Regions from separate parts of the Neogale vison genome. Here region 2 is linked to region 1. Evidence: chromatin contacts called from public Hi-C data. All regions are on one chromosome and are shown on one strand. The core of a region is the stretch at or near the end of the contact, and the rest is flanking DNA. Distances in the headings are between cores, read along the strand shown. Region 1 holds the start of FURIN (furin). Region 2 holds the start of BLM (Bloom syndrome protein).

Region 1 (7,522 bases), core at 2,822-5,321:
TGATTCGAGACCAGCGATAGTGCTAAATATCCTACAGTGCACAGGACAGTCTCCACAAAAAAAAGAATGATCTGGTGGCCAGAGGGGTCAATAGTGCTGATGCTGAGAAACCTTGTTCTGGATCCTGAGAAACTGATTGGAAAACTCAACAAGAGTCATGAACATGGACTGTTTTCGGAGCACCTAGGTGGCTCAGTTGGTGAAGCGCCGGGCATTCGGCTCGAGTCATGATCCCAGGGTCCTGGGATCGAGCCCTGCATGGGGCTCCTTGCTCACCGGGGAGCCTGCTTCTCCCTCTCCAGCTCTTCCTGCTTGTGCGCTCTCTCTCTCCGTCAAATAAATAAAATCTTTCAAAAAAAAAAAGATGAAAATGGACTGTCTTACTTTTCTGGATCAAGAGGGAGAAGGAAGGGCGGGGGTTTGTTGGAGCTGCGAGGCCGTGGGAGGGTGCAGATTTCCAGGGACACTCGTGTCCTCACAGGCAGGTCCTTTCAACCCCAGCAGAGGCGGTCGCTGGCTTCCTGAGGACAAGCTCTAAGGGACTCCGCGCTTAGGCACCAGGGCTCCCGCATACAGCAGGTGCTCAATGAATGTCTGCCAGGCGAGACTGCACCCAAAGCACCTGTCAGGTGCCCAGCTATGGGTAACGCTGGCTGGGCACTGAGGACAAGGACGAAGACACAAAGTGGGCAGAGGGAAGCCATTAAACTGGTAAGTGACTTGGGGACGTGGCAGAGCCACAAGGCAAAGGTGAGCACAGACCCACCCCAATAACTGGGAAAATGGGGAGGGCTGGCCGTGCCGCGATCCTGTCCAGCGTGACCAGATGTCAGCACCCAGTCATTTCTGGCTCCTCCCCACACCCACAGACACCCTGTTTGACTGTCATATAAAGGAGGTTTTCCCAAAGTGGTTTAGCCAGAACTGGCTAGGCCCTGCCCTGAGACCAGCTAGGAGGAGCCTGGCTGTAGCCCCCCGCGGGCGGCGAGGCGCTCAGGATGGACCCCGGGTGTTCAGGCGCTAGCTGGTGAAGTATGGGCGTGCTTTATTCAATTTTGCATGACTTCAAGGTTTAATTATTTTATTAGAAAAGTTACTGTAGACATTCCGGAAAACGCAGGTAAGCAAAAAGGAAGAAAACTTTAAAAAGCTCTCCAAATCCCACCCTCTCCGAGAGCGTACCCGTTAGATTTGGTCAGAGGCCCTTCTGTGCATGCACGGACGGGTCTGATTAAAACCAGGTGTGGGCGCTGCTGTGGAGGGCTCTGAGGTGCCCGAAAGCGGGGAGGAGATTTGGGGAGAAGTGGACCCCCCCGGAGCACTCAGGGGACATGGGAGCACCCCGGTGGATGGAGCCACAGGACGGTGGTTGCCCTCAGGAGCCTTGCCCCCCAGTTTGAAGGTCAAGAGAGGCCTGGCTGGCTGCAGCCTTCCTCCCTGAGCCTTGCTGGGAAGGTGGGAACCCCCTTTCACAGCCCCTTCATCCCTCAGGCCTTACCCGGCAGGCCAGGCTCTTACCCACCCCTCCCAGGCCTTCCTGCTCGGGGCTGTTGTCACGTGCTGCTACCATCTCCCCCCCCCCCCCCCCCCCCCCCCCCCCCCCCCCCCCGGCTGTGTAAAACTGATAACCCGCTCCGGAGAGCCCTGGGCTCTGAAGGCCCAACATCAGGGGGGACCCGGCTTCAGGGGGCAGCTTCGCTCCCTCAGGCGTTAAGGCCTCAGGGAAATGTTTGGGCGGGATCCAGAGAACAATACATGCCCCCAGGCCTTGTTTGGGGAGATAAAGGAAGAAGTTGGTGAACTGTCACCAGCTGTGGCCAGGTGGGATTCTCTCCTCTCCGGAGGGAGGCAGCTGTCTCAAGGGGACTGGCTTCCATATTTGTTTTCTGCCAAGAGGCCTGTTGTAAAATACGATTGATTGTACGCGAAACTCCCCAGTGGGAGAGGGACAGAGGTAAAGATGGTCTGGGCAAAGCACGGACAGTTGCTCACTCTCTCGGTCCTCTCCCCCCTCCCCACAAGTGAGGCACCTCTGAGCCACACAGCTGAAGGAATCGCACTTCCGGCCAAAGACGGGATGGGAGAGGCCGGCCCCTGCGGGGTGGCAGCCCTCTGAGACAGGGCGAGCCCCTCCCCCTCCTGAGACCCACGGTGGCACCCCCCGGGGCCAGCCTCCGGGGAGGGTGGGGCACCCGGAGGCCGCCAGTCTCGCTCTCTTTCTGCGCGGGCCTTACGTCTAGGTCAGAGGACATGTGGGGGACTCCAAGCCTAAGGTGGGGCTAGCCCTGTCCCAATTTCCTCTCAATGGGGTTCTCTTGCTCATAGACTGAGGAAGAACCATGACTCACTTCCTGCCTCAGTCTGACTGCACAGGCATTGTTCTCCCAAATGGGGCTACCCCAGGGTGGCCCCTAGGAGTCTCAGCTTCTCATGAGGGAAGTTCCCACCCCAAGCGGGAACAAACCAGACTTCGCTCCCAGCCCGACTTTCGGGACCCCGCATCCTAACCAGAGTTTCCAGTTTCTGCAGCATCTGAAGGGGTGTCCCAGTGGTACCTCGTTGCATTCCATGAGGACCATCTCCACTTTACTGAGGAGCCAGGGGAGGCTCTCAGAATGGAGTAACTTGTCTAAGGTGGTGGGGTGTGAAATAGGGCCACGGGGGGCCTGAACTGGGCTTACCAGCTGACTTGCCACCTAGTGACCATAGGGGTAATACTTGACCTCTCTGGGCCTCCGTTTCCTCTCCTGTAAAATGTAAACAGTGCTACATAAAACGTGTCAAAGGAGAATGTATTGTACCCACCTGGCAGGGTTTGTGGGGAGGGAGAAATAAGTTAACACGTGGAAAAGAGCCGAGAATAGCTCCTGGCTCCTGGTGAGCGCTGGGCGGTGTTCGGGTTTTGTCATCAACCCCCCCCCCACCCCCCGCCTCCGTTTAAGGACGCCAAGGATAGGACTGTGCACAAGGTAGTCTCACAGGGCGCAGGAAAGGATGGGCAGAGACTGCTCTACGACCTTGGAATAACCGAGCCCCGGGAGCTCTTGGCCACATTTCCCCCTCTTTTCTTTCTCAGCTCAAGCAGTGGTGGCCTCAGCCAAGTAGCACAGACGTTTTCTAGGGCAGGGACCCAGGGAGGGAGAGGAGCCCGTTGGTATACGGCAAGTAGCTTGGATCAGGTTCTGCCAAAACCCCAGATCTCTCCAGCTCTGAGGCCTGCTAGGTGGGGGGCCTTGAGCAAATTATTTAACTTTGTGCTCCTCAGTTTCCTTATCTGTAAAATGGGATTAATAATGTCGGCTTGGAAGGATTATGTGAATTAAATAATGTATATAAGAAGGAGGTAACCTAAAAAAAAAAAAAAAAAAAGGGAGGTAACCTAAAGTGACTGTCCCCGTGCTGGGTCCGCGGTTGGTGTTTTTTTTTTAAAAAAAAAAAAGGAAAAGGCGTGGGCTGCTCGTTCAGCTTATCCACCTGTCTATATAGATGCAAACAGTCGTGACTCCTCTAACTGTAGGCCTTGGGAAGGTGTGCCCCGCTCGCTGAGGTCCGACCTCAGGGGGAGCTACCCCAGGTCGGTCACCCCGGGACACTTAACTGGGTCATGCCCAAATTTCTGGCTCAGGAATGGGACAGTCGTGGAGGTTCGGGAAAGAGAGGGCCAGCTCCCCGGCAATGCAACCGACACTGAGCTCAGAGTACCTCCTCAAGCCCTTGGCAGCCCGAGCCAAGGGTTCCGAGTTCGGGTCTCTGCCTCCGCCTGCCCCGGGAGCAAGGGGCGCGCAGAGCCGGGAGCGGGGGCGCGGACAGTTGGGCCCGGGAGGTGGGGGTTTGGGGACGCGGCCAGCGGCCGCCAAGGCTTTGGGATCTCCGGCCCCACTTTTTACCTGCCCCTACCGGGCGCCGGAGGAAGCGGGCGCCCCAGAAGGCCGCAGGGCCTGGGCTCGGGGCCCGGCGCTCTGGGTCCGCGCGGCTCGGGCTCCGAACGCCGGCCGGGGCGCGGGCGGCATGGGCGGCGTGCGCGGCGGGCCAGCGGCGGCGGCGGCGAGCCTGCCCCTGGTCGCGGGCCGGGCCGAGGCCGCCCGCCGCGCCTCCCCGCCTCCGCGCGGTGACGCTGCTGCTGGGCGCGGGGACGGCGCCGAGCCCAGGCCCCCCGCCGCCGGGCTCTCCGCTCGGCCGAGGGGCGCCCGAGCCGCCGCGGCGCTCGCCTGGAAAAGTTACCCGCCCGGGCTCCCTCGGGTAAGCAGGCGGGCGCGGGGCCCGGGGAGGCAGCGCGCCGGGCCCGGGGAGGGCCGGCGGGACTGGGCCGCTGTGCCCCGGGAGCGGGTTCCGCGGCCCCGGCGCCCCGGCGGGGGAGGGTCGCGGCCGGCCTGACCCGGGCCCCCAGGCCCCGGCTGCCCGTCGCGGCGTTCGGAACGGGCTCGGGGGCCGGCCCGAGGGTGGAGCCGCGGGGAGCAGGAAGGGCGCCCTGCAGCCCACCTGAGCGCTCCGGGCCCGGCTCGGTCCCCGGCCCCTACCGGGGCCGGTACTTTTCCGCTTGGGGCCGGGGCGAGCCCTCTGACCTCAGGAAGCGCCAGCGGGGCCCCCGCTGGGGGCGGGATGGGGAGAGAATTCCAGAGGCGCCGGGTGCTCCCGCCTCCCCGCTGGCCGCCGGGGGCCGCCGCCGGCTCGCCCACTCCGCCGCCCCGGGGAGGGGGAGGAACTGCGGGGCGCGGGGCGGAGGGGATTATTCCCCGCCCGGCCTCGCCCCCGCCCGCACACCTGGGCGACGGAGACTCAGGTGCGGGTCCCGCGGGCCCCGGGAGGCTGGCTCCGGTAGGCGCTGGAGCTGCCTCCCGCCGAGGCCTGGCCCAGGCCCCTTCTGCCCCGGTGGGGTGGCTGGACCGCGGGGCCGCCTGCTCGCCAGACAGGTCTGACGGCAGTCACTTGTCTGGTCTGTACCTGCTCTCCGCTTGCCCCGCCGGTGGGGAGGGGAGGTGCAGACCCTCTGCCCTGGAAGGTGTTGGAATCCTGTTTTTGACTTGGGAAGTGTGAAGGGAACCCAGGTGATGTGGCCTGGTGAGCGCTGGGCAGCTGCGGGCCAGGTGTGGATACAGCGCAGGAGAATAGCCAAGCTTGACGTGTCTCAACCAGAACAGCCCAAATTTTACCGTTTCCTATGTGGGGCTTTCATATAAGATTTGATTTTTAAAAAGGGGGGGGTGTAATGTGGCTTTTTAAAAAAGTTGGAAAATCTCAGATCTAGCAGTTTTTACCACCAAGGAAACTGAGGCCCAGAGAGAGGAAGTAACTTGTTTGAGATCACACAGCAAATTAGTTGAGCAGAGACTGAAAATCAGAATTTCGGGGGGCACCTCTCAGGTTTGGTGACCTGGCTTGGTGTCTCTGCTAGAAAGACTGAATCGAGTCCACACCAGACCCTCAGTGCCTGGGAAACAGCAGCCTGCCCAGGGGGTAGGTTCAGTTTAACGCTTCAGAGCTGCTCTCTGTGTTAGAGGTTCCCGGGACCTCTGGAGAAATGGCTTTTCCCAGGAACACAGCCAGAAAGAGCAGTTCCAGCTTTCTCCGTGGCCACAGCCTAGAGCCCAGTCCCATGTGAGGGGGCATCACAGGAGGCTAGAAATAAAGCAAGCCTGGTGGTTTGGGGAGGGGAGGTTTGAGCTGAACTGGGACTCTGAGGGTGAGTCAGAGTCTGGGATGGGGGTGGGGAGAAGCCCATTCATTCATTGTTCTCAGTGCCTGCTCTGTGGGGAGGGACGGGGGTGAGAAATCTTCCCTCCCTCCAGGTTGCTGAGGTAGGGATGTGTGGGGGCTTGGGGGCTGTGTGGGAGCCATATCCACAGCTCCCCGCCGCTGGAGATGCTGGGCAGAGGGAGGCAGGCCCTTTCTCCGAGGACCGTTGGGTTGTGTCGGAAGCCTGTTTTCTTTTGGGGGCTGCAGGGTAATTAAATAGTTGGTTAATCACCTTTAATGCCGAGCAGCTGCAGCTCCATTCACAGTGTGCTGGAACCCGAGCTGGGCCTGGATGGGCCTGTCTTGATTTGGGAGCTTCGGCAGGGCTCACAGCACTGTGGTCCGGGTCCGGGTCGGGTGGAGGTTTATTGCCATCTGGACCCGAGAGGTGGCTATTGCAGTGGCCAGAAGAGGCCTTGTCTTGTTCCTACCTGGTTCTGCCCGAAGGGCCCCACATCCACTATTGAGAGGCTTGGGTCTCTTCACAGCCTAAGGCCTATGTTTGGCCACCCAGCTATTGCTAAGACTAGCTTTCTGGAAGTTGGACGCCCAAGGCATCACGGGCCTGTCCTGGAGCCCCATGGACTCTGCCCCGTAACAGGGAGAGGAGGAGCCGTATTGTGGATGCCTCCCGCCATCAGCTGTCAGGTTATTTTGGTGTAAACTGAAAATACCCTGGGAATTGTGTGTTGAGTCCCTCCCAGCCTGCAGGGTGGACTGTAGGGGCAGCCCTCCTTCCGTGAGGCTGGTGAGGCTGGTCGTGGCCTAGGGGAGCCCCTGGAGGGGTGAGGTTTCCCAGTGGTGAGCCTGCCTGTTCAGCGCCCCACAGCCTGGGGCAAACTGGGGAGCTTCCTTTTTGCCGCCTGGCAGAGTACCCTCCTTTGGGGCTGGGAGTGGTGGGGGCATCCGGGGCCCTTTGGGCAGGCTTTCTGCTCAGTGAGCTTGGCACTGACACAGGATACCTCCAGCGGCCCTACTGGGGCCTCCTCGAGCTGCTCCCCACCCCAGGGGCTTGGGTTCTGGCTAGTCAGGGGCCCTGTGTGGGGACAGTTATGTGGCCCCAGGCAGAGAGGTCCCGCTGCCTGTTTGCTGAAGGAGGAGAAACAACAGGCAGACTATTGATTGAGCCTCACCTTGGCGCTCCTGGCTCAGCAGCCAGTGTTTGCTCTGGCTGCCTGGGCTCAGATGATGCAAGGCTGGTGGGCGTGGAATACAAGGGGGCCACTGGGGGCCCTGCACCCAGGCCTGGGCAGGGCGGGGGGGGGCCCCAGTGTTCCCCAGGAAACAGCCTAGAAAGAGTCTGGGCCCTACTTTGATGATGGTCACCGGCCTGGGGTCTGTCCCTGGAGGGAGGTGAAGCCAGTGGGATCCCCTGTGCTCAGCCCCCCAAGCCCCATCCCTCCCAGAGTCACCCGCTGTTTCTTCCCATGGGGCTGTGGGTCTTTGCAGGTAACTCCCTGTGGCTGTGTCTGCTTTGCTGAGCCAGGAGCCCCTGGCAAGCTGGGTGGACACCACCCATTAAAAAACTTTGAAAAGACATTTTGTCAAATATACCTGGGTAATTTGGAAAGCATGCAAGGACACAAAGAAGAAAATAACAGTTATTTGTAATCGTCACCATCTTGAGAGAATCGTTGGTTAACGTTTCAGCATGTGTCCTTCCAGATTTTGTTTTGTGGTTATATATAAATATACATGTATAAATAGTTCCTTAAAAACAAAATGGGGTCATGTGTACATACTGCTTTATAACCCATCTCTTTTTTACTTTGATTGTGCTGAACATTTA
Region 2 (7,522 bases), core at 2,091-4,590, 130 kb before region 1:
TATTGTCAAACTTGTGGTTTTTTTAAAATATTTTATTTATTTATTTGATAGATAGAGATCACAAGTAGGCAGAGAGAGGCAGGCAGAGAGAGAGGAGGAAGCAGGCTCCCCACTGAGCAGAGAGCCTGATGCGGGGCTCGATCCCAGGACCCTGGGATCATGACCTGAGTCGAAGGCAGAGGCTTTAACCCACTGAGCCACCCAGGCGCCCCTAAACTTGTGTTTTTAATACATTTTACAAACTTGATCAAAATATTGTTAGAGACTCCAAAAATTTCCCGTTTGTTTTTGTTTTGGCTAATGCTGTATAAATGGAAAACCTGGTTACGGGCTGGCCGAGAAGGACTTCTTATACGTCACCCGTCCCTCCATTTCAGGCTCAGAGTAAAATGTTTCCTGTGTTGCATGAGGAACTTGGGCCCTACTTCCTGAAAGTCTCCACTCTCGTCACCGGAAAGTTCCACTGAAATGATGCTATATAGCCACCAGGCCAACTGTTCTGTGCTTTTTTTTTGGTCCAGTATTTGTCCTTTTGACATATCTTCACCCGTGAATAGCTAAAGTCTGTGATCTTGCTTTTTCCAGCACAGTGAAGTCCTATTACAAACCCTGCCTCCAATCTCCAGTCCGTAACCAGAGGCCCCTCCTCCTCTGACTCTCACACACCATCCCAGTGTTTCCCCCAGCCAAAATCCATCCAGGGCCACCAGGCACTAGATATCTGGGAACATCCCCTGTGCCCCACAGCCCACCAGCACTATTCACACTAGCCAGTCCTAAGCTATTTTCCCTGCCCGGCCTGCACACACCCCAATAAGGCTCTGGCTTAGGCTTTCCCTTGTTCCTCTCTGCATCCTGACCAAACCTGTTGCTTCCCCATGTGGCCCTGGGAGGTGTGCTTCCCCCTTTCAGGAAACATTAACTCATAAAATCTTTCTGTGTCCTCATTCAGGCACTTGCATGAATTAGAATTTTGCAGATACAGTTGAGACAGGAGCCACTGCTCAGTACTCAGACGCAGAATACCAGGCTCGTGTGTGTATCTGTGTGTCCGTGTGTGCGCGCGCGCGCGCACGTGCATGTGCATGCGCACACAGGTAAAAGCGTATATGACATAAAATTTACCATCACTATTTTTTTTTAAAGATTTTATTTATTTATTTGACAGAGAGAAATCACAAGTAGATGGAGAGGCAGGCAGAGAGAGAGAGGGGGAAGCAGGCTCCCTGCTGAGCAGAGAGCCCGATGCGGGGCTCGATCCCAGGACCCTGAGATCATGACCCGAGCCGAAGGCAGCGGCTTAACCCACTGAGCCACCCAGGCGCCCCAAGAATAATTTTTATAAAGTCAAGTCATTTTTATAAAGTCAAGTCATGATTCTCTTAACCCACTGAGCCAGCCAGGCCCCCCAAATCATGATTCTCTTAGATATAAAATAAACGCATGTCAAAGGTTTGATATAACTCTTTAATGAGATCCAAAAAGATAGTACAACTGATTCAAAGGGAAATTCAAAGGACCACACATATAAACTATAATTAAATAAGAAATAATGAAATATTTACAAATAGATGAAAAACTGGCAAGACTGAAGAAATCGACAGTAATTAAATGCATTCCACTGGGCACAATTTGCATTTTTCTAGACAAGAACCATTTCTTGAAAAAACCTTAGAGTTGTTCTTTATATCGAAGACAATGAAAGGTGTAGAGCCCGCATAGAATCCGATATCCCTGCGTGTGTGATAGGCAACACCTTATTTTTCATTGGACAAGAATATTTTTGGGACCGTTTCAAAGTTTTCATGAATATTCTATATATTACATAGTAATAAAAAGAATGAGTTGCTGGTACACTCAATATACATGAAGCTCACAGACATTGCATTGAGCCACAAAAGGCAGATGTGGAGGAGTATACACTGTGATATCTGCTTATGGCTGGGGCACAAGAGAGATGGGAAGCTCCCCATGGGAATCCTACTGGGTGCTGGAAATGGTATATACCCTGATTTGGGTGGTGGAGATACACATATGTACAAAATTAGTGAACAAGACTTCTCCTATCCTACTTGTCCCCAGATCCCTCCAACAATTGCTATTTATCTTTAGGATGAAGTCCAAACTGAGATCTGGTCCCTATTTTGTCTCCTATCATCTCTCTCTGTTGCTCATTTTCCTGACATTTCCTCAAAGGTCCCTTACGGTGGTTTTTCCTGTTCCCTGGCCTTTCCCACCAAATCATACCTCTCACTCATCTCACAGTCTTACCTAACGCTGCCAGTCTGTGTACGTGTCCCTCCTGGGTGCTCCCAAAACATCGATCAGCGTTCCTATGACTTTTGCCACCGACCTGCAAGTCTAACATCCTGTGCACTCCCTGAGAAAGTTCTCAAGCTCAACACAATGCCTGGCAATAGGGAAGGCAGAGATGTGAAAGACAAGGAAAAAGCTAAAGGAAAATTAAGGCAGTGTGTGGCCCAGGCGATTTCAGTTGAGTGTCACCTTTCATTGAGTTCTGAGACGATCCTACTTTCCATTCTGGGTAGTACCCTTGAGTCTGAGTATTCGGAGCTCTCTAGATTTTTCATACCTTGTACTTTGTCTCTATCCTGCTATTTGGCCTTCTCACTATTAAAAACCTGCTTTTGCTTTTCCCCGTGTGTTTTGTTTGACTGCAGCGTGTTATTTTTGTAGCATTTTAAAATCGGCAGATTTCACATAAATACATTTTCAATTTTTCTTAGAAGAAAGAAAGGGAAGGAGGGAGGAAAAGAGGGAAGGGGACAGCGGGGTAGGAAAAAACATCTGGCATCACAGGGCCCCAGTCTGCGTGGCAACACTCGGCGGAAACAGCAGCGTGGCTTCGCACTCGGGGAGCGCACACGTCCCCCGAAGCACCGGAGTTTGCGACCCCTTTCCCGGTCGGTGACAACGTACAGTAGCTCGCTCGGGTGGGGCAGAGGCCAGCGTTACAAGGAGGTGGAGGGGAAAATCCGCCGAAGCCTCACAGAAACATTGGGTAAGAGCCTGGGCCTGGTCTGTGGAAACTGCCAAGTCTCGGGCTCCTCTCAAACTCCGGGGGTTTTCACTCCCGCCCCAGCTCTCGGTTTAAGGGGCCCGTCTTATTGAAAGCCTCCACCGACAAGAAACACAGGGCACACAAAGATCACGAGAGTACCGGAAGCCCGGGGGTTAACTGCGGTCACGTGACCTCGACTTCCGCACTCTAATTGGGCGTTGGGGACGCCCCCGTCCCAGGGGCGGGGACAGGTGCCATGGGGCGACGGCATTGGTCGGTTCCCTCAGGAAACAGCCAATCGGGATTGGTCGGCTTCCGGCGCGAAGTGAGCTGGCGCTCGGCGCGGGGGCTGAGGAGGCGGCGCGGGGAGTTTGGACCGGGTTACCGCCCGCTGCGAGCCTGCTGGATAGGTGAGTGCGGCGCGCTCGGACTTACCGGCGGACAGGCCTGGCCCAGCTCCCGCGACCCGGCCCCCGGGCCGAAGAGGAAGGCTCTCAGGTTCCTCCGTTGCCCGCTCTGGTTCGGCGCGGCCCGTAGCCTGAGAGGAGAGCCGTAAAGCACGCGTGTTGGCAGACCCGCGCACAGAGGCGCGGGGGTGGGGCCGGGCCGCCCGGGGCGTCGGTGGGAGAGCCGGCCCAGCACCCACGGTGTTTGGTTCTGTGCGCCGGTGCCTACCGGAGCCCCAGCCCAGACCCCTGGCACTCCCCACCCGCCCCCCAAGACCAGAGCTCGTCCTCTTCCTGTGTCCTTCCACGGGCACGCGCTGGGCTCCCGGGTTTTGGGTGCGCTGCGTGTCACGTGCTCGGGACCCATTATCTTGCAAGTGTGGCTCCACAGCACCTCCGCGAAGGGGAGTGGTTGAGGACACAGGCTGCGTCGCATTGCCTGGATCCAGTCCCGGCTCTCCCGGTACGAACCCCGTGACGGCCCCCTCGTCATTTAAACTCTGTCTCGGTGTCCCTCTGTCTTAAGGCGGAAATCCTCTCTTCCACGTCCTGGAGGTTTCGTTAGGATGAAATGGCTTAATGTAGCCAGTGGATGCTTCAGGGAGTACTTGGTACGCAGTAAGGGTTCCGTTACCCCAAGTAGGTAAAACTGCCCTCCTTTTGACGAGGAGAATCTGAAGCACCGGTAGGTTGTCCCTGTGTTGAAAGAGCTGCCTGACTCCAGGGCGTCTTCCACACCACACTTCCTCCCGTACCCCTCACGTGCCCTCAGGTTACTCAGCATTTTGGACATATAACGGGCTGAGATAGGGGAGGCACATGCCAGCTCCTGGTGCCACCAGTGCAGACAAGTAGCACTTCTGTGACCCGTCAGGGTTCAGGGGCAGTAACGGCAAAGACTGGGGTAGATGTCAGACATTGGGGGGCGCCTGGGTGGCTCAGTGGGTTAAAGCTTCTGCCTTCTTCGGCTCAGGTCATGATCCCGGGGTCCTGGGATCTAGCCCCGCATCGGGCTCTCTGCTCAGCCCGGGAGCCTGCTTCCTCCTCTCTCTGCCTGCCTCTCTGCCTCCTTGTGATCTCTGTCTGTCAAATAAATAAATAAAATCTTTAAAGAAAAAAAAAAAATTGGGAAGGGAGACAGAAGTATTGCATAGGAGCAATGTAAATAGAACTATATTGAACCAAAGTTTTGTTAGCCAGGCTGCTGTTGGAAGGTAGCTTATAGTCAGAGGGAACAAAATTTCTGGGTCTCGAGTCCTTTTCAGTGCAGATCACCATGATAGCCACCATATTCGTTCTATTTCTTTCTTTCTTTTTTTTTTTTTCCCCTTAAGATTTTACTTTTTTGACAGAGATCGCAAGTAGGCAGAGAGGCAGGCAGAAAGAGAGGGGGAAGCAGGCTCCCTGTGAGCAGAGAGCCTGATGCAGAGCTTGATCCCAGGACCCTGAAATCATGACGTGAGCCCAAGGAAGAGGCTTAACCCACTGGGCCACCCAGGTGCCCATCGTTCTATTTCTTTTCTTTCTTTTTACTGATAAGAAAACCCAGAATTTTAAAACTACACAAAGCCCCTGGGGTTAGCTGTGTAGTGAAAGTCCAATATGCAGAGAAATCATATGCATCCAGTTGGGGATAGTCAGTAGTATCTATGAACGAGGGAGAAGGGAAGGAGATAAGAGGAGTGGGAGGGATTTGAAATATATTTGAAACACTTTATGCCTTTGGAAGAGAGTAGGACAATTTGACTTCTTAAATTTGGTTGGTGAGTACATGGGTATCATTTTTTTGTATGCTTGAAATATGTAAGGTTAAATATATATTAAACGATTATATTTTTCATACTAGTTTTAACCAAATACACACTTATTCTAACATATAATACCTATTCTCTGTATATACTTTTATGTACTTCTTTTAATGGAAGAAAGGATAGAACAGAGGCCCAAATTAATTGCAAAGTACCCGGGAACGGAATGCTAAAAGCCCTAGGGTTCGCCATTGCCAGGAGCGACTGTCTTAAGCAGTCTCCTTCTCCAAGCACCTGCTGTTCACTTGGCACAAATACGCCATGGACACGCTTCACACCCCCCACCCTGTCTGGAACTGTACACCTGCCCTTCAAGACCCAGTTCAGTATTCTTTCGAAAGCTTCTCTGATTTTCCTGAGTTTTCCCTTCACCTGGGAAGCTATAGACCTGCCCCCACCTCCACACTGGCCCATTTTGTTTTTTAAATTGAAGTATAGATGGCACAGAAAGTTACCTTCATTTCAGGTGTGCACCGTAGTGATTTGACAGCTCTAGACTGCATGCGGTGCTTGCTGCAAGTGTAGCTACCACCTGTCACCGCCCAAAGCCACTACGATACCATTGACTCTACTATGCCCTGCACTGTACCTTTCATCCCCGTGATTTGTTCATTCTCTGCCTAGAAACCTGTACCTCCCATTCCCCTTCACCCATTTTGCCTGTCCCCAGACCCCTCCTCTCTGGCAGCCATCAGTTTGTTCTCCGTATTTATGGGTCTGTTTCTGGGGTAAGTCACAGGCTTTTAAAAGAAGAGACGTTTTGTGGGACTTACTTCATTGAGTTGTAATTACTTGTTGACATGTCCATTTCCTGCCGGTCTAGAAGCTCATCTAGGGGAGTAATTAGGTCTTCCCTGCCTCTACTCGAGTGCCCAGAAGGGTGCCTGGCATGGAGTGAAAAACACATGCTGAAGTCAGCTTGTGGAAGGTCTTGGGGTTATGACATATGGACTTGGTTCTCTAGAATTGCAAGGAACTATTAGATTTACTTTGTTTAAAAATTCCTGTATCTTAATGAAACCCATTCGCAGTATCAAGGAAAATATTACACCTATAATTCTGGCTTTCAACCACATCAGCTATTTCCTTTGTCATGGGTCCTTTCCGAATTTTAGCTATACAGATTGCTTAGCTGTAAGCATAATGTGCTCATAATTTACTCTTTTGTTTTTCCAATATCAAAGTACTCCCGTGTAGCCACTAGGTCTTCATGATTGTGATTTATCTTATAAATTATCTCAGTATTGCACTCTCTTTGGTTTAATCAGTATGCAGTGTTACTTCATGCTATTAATTCTTAGAAAAGAAAATGTTTTCCCATAAGTTTATTCAGTGTCTGTGTAGTCTGGTGAACTGTGTGTTTATACTCTGATCATTTGTTCATGGGAACTTTGGTGTTCTTTGTATGGTGTTTTTTTTTAAGATTTTTTTAAAAATTTATTTATTTGACAGATCTCAAGTAGGCAGAGAGGCAGGCAGAGAGAGGGGGGAAGCAGACTCCCCACCGAGCAGATAGCCCGATGCCGGGCTTGATCCCAGGACCCTGAGATCATGACGTGAGTCGAAGGCAGAGGCTTAACCCATTGAGCCACCCGGGTGCCCCCTTTGTATGTTTTTAATACTAATTCTTTGTTTTTGCCAACTTTCATTTCTCACAGAAATTTTTTAAAAGGATTTTATTTATTTTAGAGAGAAAGAGCTCATGTGTGGCGGTGAAGGGCAAAAGGAGGTGGGGGAGAAAATCCTAAGCAGAGTCCAAGTTGAGCACAGAGCCTGATTTGGGGCTCGATCTCATGACCCTGAAATCATAACCTGAGCTGAAACCAAGAGTCAAATGCTTAACCAACTGAGCCACCCAGTGCCCCTCTCAAAGAAATTTTTTGAGAAAGAGGCTACATAGTATCTTAGGAAGTACATAGTATATATATATACAATTTAAATATTAATTATTTTAAAATTGCAAAGTTTAAAAATTATAAAGTTTAATGAACAGTAAATTATGTAAACATAAATAATGATTATAAAATAGTAATTACACATAACCATTAAACAGATCAAGAAATAGAGTTCTCCTGGTGCCCCTGGAGTATGACTTCCCTCTTAAGCAGTCTCCTTCTCCCCGCACTAGAGAGAACTATTCTGATTTTGTGATGATTATCTTGTCTTCATAGTTTACCCTATGTATGCATCCCGGGGTAACGTAGTTCAGTTTTACCTGGTTTTGAGATCTGTAGTTCATGTATATA

The links. Hi-C and Micro-C count contacts between places; a contact is called where the count stands out from the background.
Region 2: a Hi-C map of fibroblasts shows a contact between it and region 1, with 5 times the contacts expected there. The contact joins the promoter of BLM here to the promoter of FURIN in region 1. A contact is called at or near these places in 2 of 3 Hi-C or Micro-C datasets (fibroblasts and muscle).

The regions. Positions count from the first base shown.
Region 1 is chr13:147,385,481-147,393,002 of ASM_NN_V1, reverse strand. FURIN (furin) reads left to right here and starts at 4,071. Exons shown (of 16, transcript XM_044229629.1): 1 at 4,071-4,239.
Region 2 is chr13:147,513,275-147,520,796 of ASM_NN_V1, reverse strand. It overlaps BLM (Bloom syndrome protein), which reads left to right and starts at 3,340. Exons shown (of 22, transcript XM_044232188.1): 1 at 3,340-3,432.